2 separate regions of the Pan troglodytes genome follow, and region 1 is linked to region 2. A link is a contact called in public HiChIP or PLAC-seq data. All regions are on one chromosome and are shown on one strand. Each heading gives the region's core, a stretch centred on a gene start, on an enhancer-like site or on the middle of the called end of the contact. The rest is flanking DNA. Distances are from core to core; before and after follow the strand shown. Region 1 holds the start of RAB3GAP2 (RAB3 GTPase activating non-catalytic protein subunit 2). Region 2 holds the start of MTARC1 (mitochondrial amidoxime reducing component 1).

Region 1 (3,487 bases), core at 829-3,328, 530 kb after region 2:
ATGACTGTGGAATAAGTGATATTCACTGTCTGATGCAATCCTCCCACATGCTGCAGAAACCATGGTAGCAGAACTCCAGAGGCATCCCCCCCAGTAGCATTACAACTTCCTGGGGGAAGAGTTCAGTTCATGAATGTGTTGTAATTTCTGTGAAGGGTATCTAAAGTCCTTAAAAACATCCATGAATGATCCTTTTCAACAGTACTTGGAAGGAAGTCAGGGACTTCACCATTAAAACTGAGCCAACACAGTAATGAAATTCAATGACCACCACAGGAGACATATGAATGCCTCAGGGAAGAACAAAGGCCAGCAAAATCAGCCAACAGCAGTTACTTCCACAAAATGCATTTACCTGAATAGGAACTTGAATGGTTTTCAAGGAATGACAGTCTCCTTCCAGAAAGTGTCATGTGTTTGTTATTCGTCCAGTAACACTAAGAATCTAAATTTAAATTTTAGTTTAGTTTGGGATTGGTGCTGGATTTTAGGGAATAATCTTATCAGGGCTGGATTATTCTAGTTAGTGATGATCTGAGGAAACACTGCATTTCTTCAGATGGAAGAAGGGAGCACTGGCAGCTTGCCTTTTCTGAAAGCTTTGATTACAGAAGTATAGGTCCCTGATGCTTAAAGGGACCTTACAGCACATCTGATTCAACTGCCTTTTATAGGTGAAGAACTGATTCCTGTTAACCTGATAACATAGAAATTGCCTATCCTATTTTGTGAAAATCATCCTACTCTAGAAGCAGGAAATAATGGAGTAGGAACCTGGGCACTAAATTATAGTTGTTATATTATTAGGACTAAGTGTGTATGTCCACGGGCCTGACAGAAATGAATGCTCTGGACCCCATCCACTTGCCTTCCATTTGTTCCTGTGCCCTTTCTTCGTACAAAGTGGATGGCCTCTTTAGGTTTCCTTTAGGAAATGTGTAAGTGCCTACAGGCCTTTGTGCTCACATTAAAATAATTTTTTTGTTTTTATTTTTTGGAAAAATAACTTAAAGTCTGCTCAGAGACAGCTCAATTTCTTTATTTTAAAAGTGGGATAAGACACACTATTTTTAGATGGCATTTGTGACTATCCAAATGAACAATGTAAAGTACTTTCAAAAACAGTGCTTTGTCAAAGAAACAAGTTATTCTATTTACTTTATGTACGCATTCCATTTATTTCTTCAGCAAATATTTATGAAGCACTTACTAGCATGATCACAATTTCAGTTAAATAGTTAAGTACAGTAGCCGCCCCTTTATCCATGGGTTCATTTTCCACATAATTATTCAATTTAATTATTAGTTATTGTTAATCTTTCACTGTGCCTAATTTATAAATTGAACTTTATCATATATATGTATAGGTAAAAACATAATACACATACATAGGTTTCAGTACTATCCATGGTTTGTGTCATCCACTGGGGATCTTAAAACATATCCCCTTGGATTAAAGGGAAATACTGTAATTAATTGCTTACTGCCTGTATCAGTCACTAGAATTCTAGCTTTCTGGGAAAAGGTACTTCTTCTCTTTTGTTCTCTAATGCTCAGCACCCTGAGTGGCTGGCATTTAAAAGACTAACAAATATTTGTTGAATGGATGGATGAATGCATGAATGAAAAACCAAATGAATAATGAAAACAAAAGTGTATAATACACTATAACACGTACTATATTGGGCTTGCGTAGTACTATGGGAATCTATAGTAGGAGCATTTAAAGCCAGCCTTGACGGGGCTAATCTCCGGAAGAGCAATTAATCTTTTCAAAATCCGACTCTTGCAGGATACGGTCCCCCACTGGCCTGCCACTAGTTTAAAACGAATTATTTTCTGTGAAACATCAGGATCGTGCCAATAGTAGGGCATCAATAAGACTGAATAAGTCAAAGGGCTGCGCGGACAAGTCCAATTAGAACACCTCTGGCTAAAAGCCAGAATGAATGAAAGGGTTCATGCCTCGGCGTAGACACAGAACTGGGACTGAAATATCTGCCCCAAGCCTCCACGTCGACTTTGGCTCCACCTGCAGCGGCGGCGCCGTAGTCACGTGACCCGGGCCCCCGCGCCCTAGGCGCCTGGGCCAGCCTGCGCCTGCGCAGTACTCGGAGACCGCGGACCCGTGTCAGTGACAGCTTCCGGTTTGGTTTCTCCGCCTTCTGCTTGGCTAGAGCTATTGGGGCTCGGTGGCGGCCGCAGTGGGGTGGAGGGGGCAGGGCGTGGTGAGGTAAGGTGAGTGCCGTAGTGGGGTTCCCTGGAGCCATGGCCTGCTCCATTGTCCAGTTCTGCTACTTCCAGGATCTCCAGGCCGCCCGGGACTTCCTCTTTCCTCACCTGCGGGAGGAGATCCTCAGCGGCGCCTTGCGGAGGGACCCCAGTAAGTGCCTCTCTGGCCTCGCCCTTCCTTCCCTCGTCACCCGCGGCCTCTGCTCGGCGGGTTCGGGTCTCCTACTCGCTCTGCGCCTGCCTCTGCCCTCTGGACCCCCAGTTCTCCCCGTGCCTCCCCTCCGCTCCGGGATGACACCCTGCCCACCTCGTCCTGAAGCCCCATTTGTGTTGTCTTCCTCTCGACCCAGCTTTTCTCCTTAGGCCCTCTGACCCCTGGCCAAAAACTGCGTCTTGTTTCCTCTCGCCTCTGCCTATCACCGCTTTCTCCCTCCCTCCCCCTACCCCCACACATTCCTAGCTTTCTCTCTGAGTATCTTCTCCGTCTCCCATCTTCAGCCTGGGGTCGTTCCCTGTTTCATGTTGCCTACTCCGTGATCGCATCCTCCCCGTTCCTTGCCACATGTCAGCGCTCCACTCTGGTATTGCCCCAGCTCCCACTCTCTTCCATCCCGGAGACTGTGGCCTTCTGCCACCTCCCATTCCGAAAATGTTGATCATCCCCCCACACTCTCCCTTCTTTCATCTGCGTTTCCCCCATTCAGATTTTGAGAACAAATGGCTGACAAATGAGTGACTCTTGAGGTAAGACTCTCTCAAAGAAGGAAAATAACCTGTCAGGAAGTGAACGAGCATCTACATTAGGAACTAAAATTACAGTGACATAGCCAAGAAAGGTTAATTTGCTTTATTGGGATGAGAAGCCTTCCACCTATTTTTATCATCAAAGTGTTTAATAAGCCTTTCCCCAAGTAGTATAAAGTTGCAAGGCTGGTTTATTAGATACTACATAGGCTTTCAGAATTTCATACATTTCATCTTTTGAAAGGGTGTGCCTTGTGTTTTATTTTATTTTATTTTATTTTTGCATTTCCAACATGAAGCACATTTGGCTTTGTAGTACAGCGCTCTCACTTTGTGCTATACCGGAATGGTGATATAAAGCCCACTAAGCTCCTCTCCCTTTTTTAGAAAATTTAGAAGATATCAAATCGAACCCGTCTGTGAATGATTGCATACCTTGTGCCAGTCATTGGTGCTACAAACCAAATAAGGTTGGTGGACCCTGCTGTAGGAACTTCTGGTTTACAGACAA
Region 2 (3,649 bases), core at 1,098-3,597:
TGACCTTGTGATCCACCCGCCTCGGCCTCCCAGAGTGCTGGGATTACAGAAGTGAGCCACCGCGCCTGGCCCAAAACATGGAATATTTAGGATTCTTGGCTTCCTTCCTGAAGCAAAGATGCATGCATCACTCACCTTTCAACTATGTCATGAATTGCCCTCTGTCTGGAGAGCTGGTAGGAGAAAGGTTACAGCTCCCATTAGTCCTGTGTTACTTGCTGAACTGCGAGGGCTGCTCTGGAAAGGAGTTTCAAGTGCAGCCTCACAATAAGACCCGAGGCTGGCCTGAAGCCAGACCCTAAAGAGGACAAAGCTGCCGGCTCCCGAGTTTTGCAGCCTTCGCTGAACCCCAGGAATCCACGCAGCTCTCAGAACCCAGACAGGACATTAACAAAATCGCTCTTTACAAAGCCCCAGTGTGCTAAAGAAAATAAGAGTCCTGGTTCTGCTGCTGTGTGGCTCTGAATTCAGCTTCTTTATCCACAAGAGTGCTTGAGAGCATTGGAGAGAATTGGGGAAAATAGCATCTGCAATGCCCCCACAACCCTTTTTTTTTTTTTTTTTTTTTTGATTTGGAGTCTCGCTCTGTTGCCCAGGCTGGAGTGCAGTGGCACAATCTCGGCTCACTGCAACTTCCACCTCTCGGGTTCAAGCTATTCTCCTGCCTCAGCCTCCTGAGTAGCTGGGATTACAGGTGCGCGCCACTACGCCCGGCTAATTTTTGTTTTTTTGTTTGTTTGTTTATTTTTAGTAGAGACGTGGTTTCACCATGTTGGTCAGGCTGGTCTCGAACTCCTGACCTCAGGTGATGGACCCGCCTCGGCCTCCCAAAGTGCTGGGATTACAAGCGTGAGCCACCGCGCCCGAAGGTATTCGTTGAACTGCTGTCATTACTATTATGAGCTCAGCCTTGGTGCGCTCTTGGAGGGCTGGACTCCACAGTTCCAGCTTTCTCCAAGATCTCAAGAAAGTCACTCAAAATAAAGCGACTGGGAACGAACCTCTTTAAGCTAGCCGCCTCCACTAAATGGAGATTAAGAAGTTTGCTCACTGGCAGACACCTGGGAGCGATACCACACCTCAGCAGGAGCACATGACGCCAAAGAGCCAGTGGGAGGTGGAGATCCGCCCACCCCGGGAAAACGGGTCCACGCGCTCAGAGTCCCAGAGCCCTGGGGTCTGATGCTGGGGGGTGAGGGTTCCTTTTTCTCTTTGGCCTTGTCTCACCCAACTCCCAGTTTCTTTGTAATAGGAGGAAGGACCTATTAGCCGACTCTGCAGACCTCCCCTGCGCTCCTCCCTTCTCACCACCTTGCCCCGAGCCGGATCAGCGCTGCCCCGCGCCCGCGCTTGGCCGTACCTGTCCCGCAGGTTGCCGCTGCGCAGCCCCATGGCCGTGCACTCCGCCTCGCTCACCGGCACCCCCTTGCAGGATTTCACAGGGTAGATCCAGAGCTGCGCCACGGTGCCCACCTGCTGCAGCAGCCGCCGGCGCCGCGTGGGCCATGCGCGGCGCCAGGCGACAGCCCCCAGCGCCGCCGCGGTCAGGCCCAGCGCGGCGACCCCGAGCCACCCGGGCCGGGATTGCGCGAGGAGGACAAAGCGCGCCAGCGAGGAGGAGCCGGCGGCGCCCATGGCTGGCTTCTCCGCGAGGTGGCGGCGGCAAGGCCGGAGCGCGCTGGTCGCCCGGGGCCGCTAGGGGAAGGTGCGGCCTTTGGCCCCGAGCCCAAAGGGTGGGCAGCTCCTGAACCCTTCCGGGCCAATCAGAGCAGTGCGTCCTTCTGGGGGGCGGCGCGGGGAGTGGGAGGTGGTGGCTCAGCTTCCACGTGGTCGGCGCCCCACTGCCTCTGCAACCTTCCGTCGCCTGCGCTGCAGGGCGCTGTGCCCTCCCCCACCCCACGATCGCTGCAAGTGACCAATTTATTTACTTACGTATTTATGGGGTTATTTGACCTAAAATAAACAATATACAACATTTGCAGGACAAAGCGTGATTTTGAAATTAAAAATCAGACAGCTGGCAGCAGCCTCTCCTGGGAATAGTGGAGAGCTGGTAGGCCCTGCCTGGCCTGTGCAGTGTCCAGCTCTCTGCTGCCGCCGCCCTCCCCTCAGTCTGCCCAGGGGCTAGGAGCTTCCAGAGAGTGGGGGTCTGATGAAGGAGGATGCTACCAGGCCCTCCGCACCGGCGAGCCAAGGCCAGAGTTCTCCTGGCGGCCCCTGGGAGCGGCAATGGGCGTCTGAGAGTGCCTTCTACACGGCTCGGGGACGCTAGACTCCTACCGGCGGGGAGCCTCGAGCTGGAGCTGCATTGGCAAGGGCCTTGGCTCAGTTTAACACTGCACAAGGTCCCCAGGCTGCTTCCGGCGGGAGGGAAAGTCACTTGGTCCTGCAGGCACTCACCTCAGTCACTTGTCACTTCCAAATCAGGTTATATTCCAGACAACAATGTCAGCATACCCCCGAACAGCGTGGTTTAGGAGTCAGGCTCCTGCTTGATGTACCAAGCTATTAAAGGAAAAAAATTCCCTCAGACGCTTGTTAAAAAGGTAAGGAAGACTATTCAAGGCTACTTAACAGGGGCATCACAATAGGGGAAAGAGATTAGGCTCAACTCTGTATTACAGCAAAGACAGCTCAGGATTCATAGCCAAGAAGCGAAGTTCCTCGGGGTCAGTGAATGGAAAATCACTAAGTGGAGACATCAAGTGTAGAGGATTCTTGATAAACCCACTTAACAGGATTCTACTGAACAAGGCAAGGACTTACACACTGAGGGTGACATCTGAGGAATCTGAGCAGACATCAAGGGTGATCAGATATTAAGGATGGGAGAATACTCTGGAAACTGACTAAGCAGGATTCTTGCTAAACTGGGCTCTGCAGGGAGTAGGGTGGCAAGGTCAAGGCCTCATGAAGAAAAGGGCTCAGAAGAGACCGAAGTTTGGTCAAGGAGAGTCTGTGTCATCCCCAGCTCAGCCATGGTCCCCTGAGCCAGGAGTGTACATTTCAAGACTCAGCCAGAATTGCCCATGCAGGGCAAGGGTGCATGGATGAGAGAAGCGGGAGTTCGCCAAGAGAAAAGAACAACACTCTTCCTCCAGCTGGCAACTCACTGCAGAGCAGTTCAGTGCTCAGGGAGGCTCTGTCTTTATTGGCCTGAACACTTATCTGTCCTGTTTTTCTGCTCTATTCTCTTCTCTTCCAACCCCAGGTCACACCTTGTCTGTAAAGGACACAGATCAGCAGGAGGCACGACTTGATCCTCCTCGGAAAGGCAGCTCCGGGGCACCAAATGTGCGTTTCTGTTTATCTCCCTCCTGAATTCCTCTTTGAAAATTTAAGAGGAAAAAATGGCTTCCCTATTTTAATGGCTGACTTTGAAGTTCTGATTTTTCAATTTCATCACTTCCAGAATTTACCCAGGCCTACAGCTCACTTACCACTTTTACCTCACAGGGTGTGGGGAATGGTGGTGAATTTCAGTCCCAGAACCCAGCAAAGGAAAATGGAGGAGGAGGGAACAGCCACTCCTCACTGACCACTAGGAAGGCCCCTTGCGGACACTGGCCATCCTGCCACAGACAGGCCACCTGTGTGCCTGCAGCTCACAACGCCCTCGCCCCCTGCCAATGACAGAAGCCAGTGTTTG

Evidence for each region. HiChIP or PLAC-seq counts read pairs in DNA pulled down with a chosen protein or histone mark.
Region 1: a contact with region 2 is called in an H3K4me3 HiChIP or PLAC-seq map of stem cell-derived excitatory neurons, with 4 times the contacts expected there. The contact joins the promoter of RAB3GAP2 here to the promoter of MTARC1 in region 2. A contact is called at or near these places in 2 of 7 Hi-C or Micro-C datasets (induced pluripotent stem cells and stem cell-derived neural progenitor cells), 1 of 1 datasets of contacts at active chromatin or transcription factors (stem cell-derived excitatory neurons) and 1 of 1 other capture datasets (stem cell-derived neural stem cells).

The regions. Positions count from the first base shown.
Region 1 is chr1:28,862,464-28,865,950 of NHGRI_mPanTro3-v2.0_pri, forward strand. It overlaps RAB3GAP2 (RAB3 GTPase activating non-catalytic protein subunit 2), which reads left to right and starts at 2,079. Exons shown (of 34, transcript XM_063791761.1): 1 at 2,079-2,383. The coding sequence starts at 2,269.
Region 2 is chr1:28,332,117-28,335,765 of NHGRI_mPanTro3-v2.0_pri, forward strand. MTARC1 (mitochondrial amidoxime reducing component 1) reads right to left here and starts at 2,348. Exons shown (of 7, transcript XM_009441519.5): 1 at 1,361-2,348. The coding sequence starts at 1,635.